Regions from separate parts of the Sus scrofa genome. Here region 1 is linked to region 2. Evidence: chromatin contacts called from public HiChIP or PLAC-seq data. All regions are on one chromosome and are shown on one strand. Each heading gives the region's core, a stretch centred on a gene start, on an enhancer-like site or on the middle of the called end of the contact. The rest is flanking DNA. Distances are from core to core; before and after follow the strand shown. Region 1 holds the start of UPB1 (beta-ureidopropionase). Region 2 holds the start of ADORA2A (adenosine receptor A2a).

Region 1 (5,800 bases), core at 30-2,529, 66 kb before region 2:
GAGCTCTTCCTGACAGACTTCTGTATTGTGCCCGCTGCCAAAGGCAGCTGTTCTACTTTTACCATCCACTAGCAGTGAAAACACCTGTGACTCTGAGGCCTGTGCCCACCCCCATACTCCACATCAGTTGGTGGTTGGGAACCTCTGATCCAATCAACACCCTCAGTTCAGGTGAGCTGATCAGATTCCTCCCTCAAACCTCAAAGCTGCTGTTGTGAGGTCAGGGCACGAGCACTCTGGTGGGATTGGGGTTATGGGCAAGGACATGGAAGGACATTTAGTCAGGAGTTGCATGAGGTCAGCATTTGGATTTCATTCTCAGGGCTGTGGGAATCCCTTAGAGTTTTAAGCAAAGGAGCAACAGGATAAGATTTACATTTTCTGGTTGCTTTGAGAAAAGTACAATGAAGAGAAACAAGAGTGGCAGGGGAAGTGTCTTCCAGCTTTGTTCGCCCAGTGCCCAGCTCTGCACTTCCCTCAGAAGGTCCTAGTGATACACACAGCAGGTTGGGAGCAGAACAACCACTTGCTCTGAGCGAGGTAACTAACTCTTGTAACTTGCCAGTGGGAAAGGCTGCTTCACCAACCAGACTCAGGCCTCCACCTCTGAGGATCCACCAGAAGCTGGGTCACTGCAGGAAGGAAGGGCTGGGGCTTCTGGGCTGAGGTACTGACATAGACAGACACCCAGGGGACAGGCCTCGTCTGGGGAAGAAGCTGGTCACTGGAAGCTGGGAAAGAGAGTTGGGTGGTCATAGGCAAGAAGAGTAAAAACTGTCCTTTGTCTCCAGGAAACTGGGGGAGAATTGGCTTGTAAAGGTCACCCCTGGGTTGTACAACCCTGAGGTTCCAAAGCCAAGCTGTCACACAAGACTTCCTACTCAGACCTAGACCTAATCTGCTGGCCAACTCAGGACTGCACTCCCCCCTACCCCACCCCAGCTTCCACAGACCTCTTCAGATCCTGAAGCACTCTGCCTGGTCCCCTAGATCCACACCCCTTGACCCCAAGTCCCCCCTCCCCAACTTCTGTGACCCACACCTGGTCTCCTTGCCATAGAGGATGCGTTTGACCTCCCGCAGGTCTGCGAGTGGCAGATGCTTCTCCAAGCACTGCTCCAGCGACTCAAATTCGGCCCCCGCCATGTCTGGTGTCTGCAGCTGCCTCGTCCCGATCCAAACTGCCTGCTGCCCTTTGCCTCCAGTTGGAAGAGGAGGAGACAGTTGCCTGGCAGGAACTCCCTCCCTTCTCCTCTGGCCCAAAAGCCAGAGGAAGGCTCAGGTGCGGACACGCCCCCTCCTCGTGCCTGGGCCCAGCCAATCAGCACTCGGGACCTCGTGATGGTACTGACCCTGGCACCTCCTTCAACACGCGCCAGCCACACCCCTTCCGTCCTGGCCTCAGCCAGCCAGTCACCTGCAGCCCAAGGGCCTAGGCCACGTGCTGGCCTCACGCTCTCCTCACCCCAGGTTCCTGCCCTAGCGTGGGACAGAGGATGCGGCCTGCGGGAATGAAGGTAGGGATGGGCTGTGTCCTCAGGGCCAGGCCGTGCGTCCCAGAAGGACACTTGGCGCCATGGGGTTGACGCGGCCAAATGTCGTGCAGTCAGTATGGCAGGTGGGTGAGTGTCCTCACGGCCTTGTCCTGAGGGGTGGGCCTTGGAGGTGTCGCTCAGAGCCCAGGTGGCTCCCCAGCCGACCAAAGGTGCAGCCCCCTGTACAGAGCAGGCCTCATGCGCAGTAGGGCAGTGCCATGAGGGGCAGCTGGTCAGCCACTTGCCAACCTGGAACCCCAGTCGCAGGCCTCTGTGGATCTGAATCTCTCTGCCTCTCAGGGTTGTTTACCAGGGATGAGATGGGAACACAAACTCAAAGCAGGTACTGTGGGCCGGATGCTTCAGGTAGTTTACGGGAGCTGCTAACTCACAGGTTTAGGTCATTGCTTTGATGGATGCTAACCGCCGATTCTGGCATCTGGTGCAGACTCCGTGGAAGCATCTGGAAGGCTCCAGTCTAAGGCTGTGAGATAAGGCCATGCACAGACCAGCCAGACTGCATGCCTTTGTTCTGTGATTTAAGGTAGGGACAGACTTGTAAATGCAGCAGATTTAACTCCTTCGGTTTGCGCAAGGTAGACAAGAAACTCTGGAGCTCAGGGGAAGGAGTGACTTCTGGCCTAGAAAGGGAAATCATTTAAGACCACAAAGGAGAGGCTTCATGGCCCACTCAGAATGCTGGGTGGGTGGGGAAGTTCCTGTCGTGGCTCAGCAGTAGAGAACTGGACTAGTATCCATGAAGGCGCGGGTTCAGTCCCTGGCATTGCTCAGTGGGTTAAGGATCCGGTGTTGCCATTAAACTGTAGCATATGTTGCAAATGCGGCTTGGAACCCACGTTGCTGTGACTGTGGCGTAGGCCGGCAGCTGCAGCTCCAATTCAGCCCCTAGTCTGGGAACCTCCATATGCCGCAGCCAAAAAAAAAGATTGCAGCAGGGGGGTCTGAACCTGCCCTCTTCCTGCCTGCTCTCTTCTGTATGGTATTTCCTATTTTAGTTAATGGCCTCGCTGCCCACTCCATTGCCAAGCCTTCGGTAGTCATTCTAAACTCCTCCATGTTCTTTCTTTCCCCCATACAATCAGTTCTGCTAAATTTATCTCCTGGTTTTTGTTAAACTCCTTCCCTCTCCCACCTCATGCCTGCAATTGTGTCATCTTTTGCTTGAATTGCTGCCAGTCTTCCAGCTTAACTCTTTACCTCTGATGTCTATCCTTACCTGTCCTTCTCAAACTAAGATCTTAACATCTTTTGTGGCCTCTCATTCAGTAGCGCCCTGCCTGCAGTGACCTTCCATCTTCAGTTTTGTGAACTCCTCCCCATCCTCCAAGATGCAGCTTAGATTTAACCTCCTCTGGAAAGTCTTCTCCACTTGCGCCAGGAGATTTTAGATTCCACTAACCCTTGATGGATACCTCTGTTAGAGCATTTATCAAACACTATTGTGTAATTATTTCTGAGCTCTGGGCAGGAACTGGGTCTGATCTACTTTTGTATCTTCAGGGCTTTGGCACTGAATAAATGACTGTCGAAGGAATTAATTCTGAAGGGACTGAGGACAGATTCATTAAGGTGGTGACATTTGAGCTGGTCTTGGAAGCAGATGTATAAACTATTATTATAGTTAAATTGCTTCATCCATCTTTCCCTATTATTTGGTGACAGGTCACTCTCACTAGGTTGTTATAAACCAGGGTTTCACGAACACATACTTGAGAAGAATTTTTAAAAATTGTATTAACATTTTTGTATTTGCCCAATTTATTTTCACTTCAAATAATAAGGCACTTCACTAGATCCTTCTGTGGTTATTATTAAAAAAAAAAAAAAAAAAAAAAAAAAAAAAAAACTTTTAGGAAGTTCCCATTGTGGCTCAGCAGAAACGAGCCCAACTAGTATCCATAAGAATGTGGGTTCAAACCTTGGCCTTGCTTGGTGAGTTAAGGATTCAGCTTTACCCGTGAGCTGTGATGTAGGTCACAGACACAGCTTGGATCCTGCGTTGCTGTGGCGTAGGCCGGCAGCTGTAGTTTCCATTCGACCCCTAGCCTAGGAACTTCCATATGCTGCAAGTGTGGCCCTATAAAGCAACAACAACAAGACTTTGAAGCTCTCCCCTAGTTTCTTTTTGCAAAATCCAGCCAAAGCCCAAAGGTTTTAATTGCATGCAAGCATACTTGAGTGAAGGGCTCTTCCTTGTTTTGAAGACCGGCTCCTTCTGTAGCAGCATGGTGTGGTTTATGGATATATAATCATTTGTTAATGCTATACAGACATGAACAGGAAGGATGGACTACACCACGGCCTGAGTAGTGGTTACCTCTGGAGAAGGAGGTGGGGGAATAGATTAGAGGAGTGGGGGGTCTGCTAATATAATGTTTTCATTCTTTTTTTAAAGACTCGAAGCTTAAGACATCAACATTTTTAAAAATCTGGGTATTATGCTTTTATTTGTTTGAAATAATATTTTATAGAAAATTACTTTATGAAAAAGAGGCTTATACCAGGAGTCTGGAAATCTGTAATTGAGTCTGGGCTCTCAATCATTACCTCAGTTTTCCCATTGTAAGAACAGTGGGGAAGGAGTTCCCTGGTGGCCTGGCCACTAAGGATCCAGTGTTGTCATTCCTATGGCCTGGGAACTTCAGCATGTCATGGGCACAGCCAAAAAAAAAAAAAAAAACAGGTGGGGAAGGGAAGGAAGTTGGGAAGACAGTCTGCAGAAATGATCTAAGCCTTTTCTAATTCTAATAAAATATGAGTCTAATAATCTAGTCACGTATAAATTCCTCTATTTACATCCTTGTTTGTGACAAAGGAGTTTCATTATACAGGCTGATTTTATAGAAACAGCTGATTTTTTAAAAACATGTTAGTGTTTGTTTTTTCTTTTTTTTTTTTTTTTTTGCCATTTTCTTGGGCCGCTCCCATGGCATATGGGGGTTCCCAGGCTAGGGGTCTAAGAGCCGTAGCCACCGGCCTACGCCACAGCCACAGCAACCTGGGATCTGAGCCGTGTCTGCGACCTACACCACAGCTCACGGCAATGCTGGATCGTTAACCCACTGAGCAAGGCCAGGGATCAAACCCGCAACCTCATGGTTCCTAGTCAGATTCGTTAACCACTGAGCAATGACAGGAACTCCTGTCAGTGTCTGTTTTGAGGTGTTACTTTTAAATTCACAGTGTACATTAATTATAATCCTTAGGGAAGATATTTAAGGTACTGTGGGCTCTGCTCATCAGCACTGAAAGGTTTGATGATGATCATTGGTGAGGCCTTGGCACATGGCCACAACACAGAGACCCCATCTGCCCTCTTTTCCCCCAAGCCAGAGGGGCTGCTTATGACCTCATTTAGCACTTTACAGCACACCTGAGCTTTTGCCTTTTTGTCCCATTTGGTCCTCTCAGTAGTACTGTGAACTGCGGGGCAGGAGTTCTTGGTATTTGTCAGATTTCCAAGTTAAACATGACACTTACTGGAAATGAAATACAGGAGCCAATATTTCACCTATAGTTAAGGGGGAAAAGATCTGAAGAGGCTCAGTTCCTAAGCAGCTTTCTAAAGGCCCAGTGTCTGGGTTAACTTGTCCTTGTGTGGTGTCCCTCAGCTCAGCAGTCAGAGTTCCTTTCTCTTTGCTATAGGGGTTATTTTATTGTTCATGCCATTATCCTCATGTGGACGTAAGCAGCCCACATGAAGGAGTTTTGCAGTAGTGCACCCAAGCTGACTGAGAATGGATCTTGTAGCAGAGCAGGGCCAGCCCAGACAAAATGGGGACATAGGAAGTTTCTTTGTTGCCGTTGGAGCGGCCTGAACTTTTGTCCCTTGCCTTTGCTCTGAGTGCCTGGCTTCTGCCCTCATGGCTGGCCCTGCCCATTCTTGCAGGACACAGTAAGCTTTCATACTCCATCCTAATGTTAGCTGGCCAATACTAAAATGCAGTGATCCCTGCACTGTGGTGAGGAAGAGCCTGCAGAAGGGGCATCTGATGAGGGCAGTGTCAGGCTGGAGAAAAAGCCCTGAGAGGAATATTCAAATTAGGAGACCCCTACCCTGAGAAAATATCACGCAGTAGCTTCACTTTTTCTGGAATATGACCTCTCTGATACACCTCATTCATTCCTATTGCTCCTTCCTCATCCGAGTACAATCTCCCATCATCATCATCTCCTGAATTACTTTTACCAGGTCGTGATCAGCCTTCCTGCCTCCCACCTCTACATTCCTTGCCTGATGGGCT
Region 2 (5,578 bases), core at 698-3,197:
CCGTTCCCGCCGCCGCGGTCTGGGCTCGGACCGGCTCTCGAACTCGCTCTCGGAGCGGCGGGAAGAGACGGGGCGGCGGGGCACCTGAGGGAGGGGACCCGCGCCGCCCGCCATGCCGGCCCAGCAGCTCCGACAGACCCACGCCGCCAGGCAGCCCTCCTGAGACTCTGGGGACCCCGGACCCGGGACCCCTCTGACCTGCTCCTCGCTCGCCGGCTCCCGCGGTCTCCGCCGCAGCTCCGGCTGCGACTTCGACTCCGGCCGCGCCGCCCGCGGCCGCCCCCTGCAGGCGACTTCCAGGCTCGCGCGGCCCTCGACTCGCCCCGCCCCGCCGCGCGGGGAAACCGAGGCCCGAGGGCGCCAGGGCGACCGGCCCGCCAGCCCCGCGGACGCCCTCCGCGCCCTTCTCCGGCCACCTCCACCCGCGCCACGCCCCTCCCTTCCGACGAGTCCTTGCCCAGGGGCCCGGGCCCCCGCTCCCTCCTCTCCAAGAAGCCCCCAGGGCTGCCCTCGCCGCTGAGATCCTTCCGGAGCACATCCTGGGAGCGGGGCGGGCCGGGCCCCGACGTCATCCTGGGAAGCGCCCTGTGACCGCGCCTCCTCAGATTTTTTCATGGATCCCCAGTTCCCGAAGGAGAAAGTTCAGTATCCTTACAAGGGCCCGAAGGGACATGCCTGCCATAGAGCCCCAGCCTTGTCCTCCCTTGCTGAATCTGGTGGGTTGCGTGTGCCGGTGCCTCGGTTCAAAGGATGCTTCTGGGAAGCCGGCCTCAACTTCCAGTGACCCCTCTGAGACCTCCCCGGCTCTGGGGCCTGGTCAGGCCTTCCACCTTCCCAGCCCGCATCGCAGACCATCCTGGAATCTCAGGCCCCGTCCCCCAGATCCACGTTGTGGATTCCAGATTGGGAAGGACCTCACATGGATTGGACCTCAGCACAGCCGCAGGAGGAGCCCCTCTTCCACCCTTGAATCGGGAGTAACCCCAGTTCTGTGCTCAGCAGGACAATTGCTCAGAGGCCAGGGGTGCTGGTAGCTAAGGGCTCACAGGAACCTTGCATTCTCAAATCTCCTGGGACCAGCAGAGTCACACATGGGAGCAGGGCTGTGCAGCAGCCCTGCAGGCTGGGAGGGCCAGTGGGAAGAGAGAGCCTCCACAGGCACTCGGCCAGCTGCTCCAGCCTCAGATGCAGAGCCCTAGGAGATGCCCCTCACTTGCCAGGACCCAGCCTCCAGTGCCTGGCAGCCTCCCCTGCTCACTCCCTCCAGCCAGCTGGGTCCCCTGCTCCCCGTTTCCCGATGTTCAGTGTCCCTGCACCCACTCTGCCCCTGTTCAGGACCCTGACATAACTCAAGGAAAACCCGAGACTTCATGGGACAAGGCACATGAGAATGTTCAAATTGGGAAGTCCCCTGTCCCTGGCTGCCTTTCCAACCCCCCACTTGGCCTGCAGACCCCTTACCCCCATTCACTGGGTCCAAGCCACCTACTGGCAACAGCAGGCTGTGCTGTCCTGTCCTCCCGCACTCATGAAGGCACCCCCCTTCCTGTGGCTTAGTGAAGGAACTCCCCCTCTAGGTGGGCCACTGCCCCTGGGAACACCCCGGGGGATGCCCTGGCCTTGTGGCTTTCCTGCCCGCCCTAAGGGACCTGCTGCCTCACCTGTAAAACGAGACTGTTGTCTTCTGCTCTGTCACCTCCTGAGCTGTGCCACCAGTCAGAATCCAAGGGACCTGGGGAAGCAATGCCCACCAGGGGAGCCTCCCCCAGGCTCTGCGTTCCCTCACCTGCTCTCCGGGCATTGCAGGGAGCAAACTCCTACAGCTGAGACAAAACCCTCCTGCCCACACCTGGGGCCCATATCCACTCAAGGCCTCACTCAAACACACAAGGAACAACTCCTCTCGGAGTTCCCACTGTGGCTCAGAGACGAATCTCACTAGCATCCATGATGACACAGGTTCGATTCCTGGCCTTGCTCAGTGGGTTAGCTGTGGTATAGGTCACCGACAAGGCTCAGATCCCGAGTTGTGGTGTAGGCCGGGAGGTGTAGCTCTGATTGGACCCCTAGCCTGGGAAACTCCATGTGCTGTGGGTGAGGCCCTAAAAAAATAAAATAAAATAAAAATAAAAAGACAAAAAGGAACAGCTCCTCTTGAGAGTCACCTGGGGCCCAGACAGGACTACAGGTGGTTCATTGGGCAGAGACCAACACTCAGCAAATGCTGGGGTCACTCTAGTCTCCAGTGTGGGCTGCTATGAGGCTCTTCCATGCAGTTTCCATTCTGGAGCCTTCCCTTGTAGAACTCCCCATGTGTGGCCGGCCACACCCAGTGCCCAAGGGCTGAAAGCTTGGTTTCTGCACCTGGCCCTCAGAGAGCACCCTCTGTGGTGAGTACCCCAGGCCTAGGGTGGTCAGTAGGGCCTAGCTTGCTTTCAGCCCTTGAGCCAGCTCCCTAGGCCCTGGAACCCACCTGCTCTTGAGGCAGCAAAGTCCCCAGCCTTCCCCTACTGCAGCTTAAGGCGGGAAGCGTCCTGCGCGAGTTGCCATGTGTCTTAAAGTCTCCAATGAAGCCATTGCCCAGGGACAGCCCATGACAGGAAGCAGGTACACAGGAGGGCTGTTCACGGTCTGCCTCCCCCAATAACACCCCTCCACCCCGCTGTCTTGCCAGGTCTGTGCTCTTGGCCTTGTGGGTACTCCCCAGGTGTCAGACCGGGGCTGGGGGAGCACTGAGGGTGGTGGGTGTCCCGTCTCCTACCTCTGGGCCTTGGTTTCCCTGCCCAGCCCCAATCCAGGCCGTGAAGGCTGTGGGTGCCCGCCCTTCCTTCCGTCCAGCCCTGGCTCCCCAGGCCCGGCAGTGGGGCCAGCTGGGCTCTCCTGCTCCAGAATTCCGTTCTCAGATTCCTGCCCCGCAACCCGCTCCCACCCGCTTTTTGTTCCTGTCCAGGATGCACCTGGTGGCCTCTGGCCCCTGATTGTTTCTCTGGGGCCAGCTGGGCCGCATCAGGGAGAAAGCACGCCTGACCCAGGATGAAGGGCCCAGCGTCCCTGGGGGCAGCCAGGCCACCCTGAGGTACTTGCCGACTCCTCCTCCAAATGAGGGGCTCTGCTGGCCTCGCTCAGTGGGTTAAGGATCTGGTGTTGCCGTGGCTGTGGTGTAGACTGGCAGCAACAGCTCTGATTGGACCTCTAGCCTGGGAACTACCACATGCCGAGGGTGCGGCCCTAAAAAAAAAGACAGATGGGGGGCTCTGGAATTAAGGAAGTGGAAGGACCTCACGGAACTCCAGTTCATGCCCAGACTAAGGCCCCCAAAGCAGAAGCACACAAGGCTGCTCCCTGGGTGCCTGAAGCCGGGCAGCTGCAGGACCACCCCATCTTCGAGTCCAGCCCTGGGAAGATGCTCCTGGAGTCAAAGGGCAGCACCGCTGGGAATCCTGTGTCTCTGAGCTGACCTGGGCGCGTCAATGTGGATATGGAAACCAGAGCCAGGTGGGAGGGGAGCCTTGTCCTGGGCTGTGGAGGCTCTTCAAGAGAACAACGGCCTGAAGCCTAGACCCAGGCGCCAGCATAGCAGCAGCTGTCAGAACTTCAAAGTCACCCCCTCCCCACTCTTCCCGCAGCCCAGCACCACCCAGTTTAAGATGAGGTCTGAAGAGACCCTTCCTGGGGTCACCGTGCTACAGAGGTGGTAGAGTGCTGCTGGCAGACTGGAGACTTGGGTGTCCCTGCTTCCTGCCTGACGGGGTGCTGGTGAGGTATCATCCTGAGCCCCTCCCCAGCTTCTGGCTCTGAGCTCCAGGCTTCCAGACATCATGGTGTCTCCCTGCCTGGAGCCCTGGAAATGCAGACACCATCACCCAGAGTCTCCTGGCCCGCCCATGCCCCTGCTCTGGGCCTGGCACAAGTCAGGTGGCAGACAGCAGGCCATGCCTGCTCACCCTCCACTCCTGACCCTCCCTCCACACCCAGCCTGCTCCCCCAAGTGCTCCCAGCCAGGGGGTTGGGCTGGGCTCAGGGAGGTGGAGCCTTGTCCTCCTGTGTGCCCACCTCACCTCCTGCACCTGGGTGGGTGCTCTGGCCAGTGCTCTCCCAGCACCCCAGAGCCTGACCAGAGCCCACACCTCACCCACCTGACCCAGAGCACAGGGCCTGTGAGCAAGAGTAAAAGCCCTGATGTTTGTTCCTGTCATCCAGTAAAGGGACAGCCTCAGACAGTTTGGCCAGCCCGGGTGGCAGGAGCACCATGCCAGGAGGGAAGTGGGGCCCTGGGGTGACTCCAAGGGGCCAGGTCTCCAGTCGCCCCAAAGATCCTCTGGCACAGCAGGTGGAGGGTGGGGGGTGGTCTTGGGGAGGGGGCCCCGCACCTGAGGGACAGCAGCCAGGACAGCCAGGGCTGCCCCTGCTGCCTGAGGTGTTGGATGGGCCCCCCTTTGCTAGCCATCGCAGCCTCTCTGGCCATGGCAGTGGCCTCTACTGCAGCCCAGGAGGGAGCACTTGGTCTGCACCCCAGTCTCAGAGCACACACCAACTCCTTCCCCAGGTGTGGACCCAGTACTGGGGGGAAACCCTGAGCCTGGCTGGAGGGGGCTGCAGGCCCAGGAGGGGCACCAAGGTCACCCAGTGCACACAACACTGGATGCCATGGGCCTCTGCATGTGACACGTGACATGTGCAACGTGACGAGACACAGTGCCTGCCTGGCTGTGCTCTGAGGAGTCATTACTATTCTACATGAGATGCACGAAAGAAAGGCTCCACTGGTTGGTTGCCTGTGTGGTATAATTACTGACTTTTTTTTGTTTCTCTATAATTTTATATATTCTGAAAATTATCTCCAAAAAGATATATTTCTAAAAAAACCCAGAAAACCTCAAGGCACCCTCCTCCACCCAGAGCAGCACGTGTCTGGGCTACAAGTGGGGGACACAGGGGCTTCTGTTTTCGGGGACAGCTCAGGCGGTACTTCTGGGGCTCTGGTGCCCATCACAGGACCTTCATGGTGACAGGGCTGCCCAGACCATAGCCGTCCCAGATGCCTCCCACTCAGGTCCCCCCACTATCTCCTGGCCCATGAGCTCCAGATCAGGCGCCCTCCCTGCCACAGTCAGTCCCCGAGGCGGTGAGGGTTCTGTTCACAGGAGCCCGAAAAGCCCGAGCCTGATGCGTTCCAACAGTTTTAATACATTCAAGAATATTTAATAGAACAATATTAAAAAGTATCATCAGAAGCATCTGCAGAAGCCCATGGTGGAGAAAACAACACCAGTCCTTTTGCTATAAAGCTTGTGCTTGACGGGAGGAGGCAGCATGACTCCCTGGAGGCTTCTCAGCACCTGCCACTGGACCAACAGCACCCCAGCACTTCCAGGTACATGTGACCATCCAGATCTCCCCTTAAAGCTGACAGTGTTACAAGTGATAAGTCATGCTTCTGGAATCCTCTCAACTGTGGATCCACGTGAAAATCGTGGGCAGCCCAGCTGCATGGCCTCTTGTCAGAGAGAGGGGCTGGGCTCCCAGGAGGCCCTCCACAAGGCCACTCTCCGCCCTGTCACCGACCCCAGGGCTCACG

What was found. HiChIP or PLAC-seq counts read pairs in DNA pulled down with a chosen protein or histone mark.
Region 1: a contact with region 2 is called in an H3K27ac HiChIP or PLAC-seq map of alveolar macrophages. The contact joins the promoter of UPB1 here to the promoter of ADORA2A in region 2. A contact is called at or near these places in 2 of 5 promoter capture datasets (both in liver), 8 of 47 Hi-C or Micro-C datasets (embryonic fibroblasts, fetal heart ventricle, heart right ventricle and 2 more) and 1 of 2 datasets of contacts at active chromatin or transcription factors (alveolar macrophages).

Annotation. Positions count from the first base shown.
Region 1 is chr14:49,528,687-49,534,486 of Sscrofa11.1, reverse strand. It overlaps UPB1 (beta-ureidopropionase), which reads right to left and starts at 1,279. Exons shown (of 10, transcript XM_001929254.6): 1 at 1,043-1,279. The coding sequence starts at 1,146.
Region 2 is chr14:49,463,555-49,469,132 of Sscrofa11.1, reverse strand. ADORA2A (adenosine receptor A2a) reads right to left here and starts at 1,947. Exons shown (of 3, transcript XM_003483462.4): 1 at 199-1,947. SPECC1L (cytospin-A) reads right to left here. Exons shown (of 16, transcript XM_021073804.1): 16 at 5,168-5,578.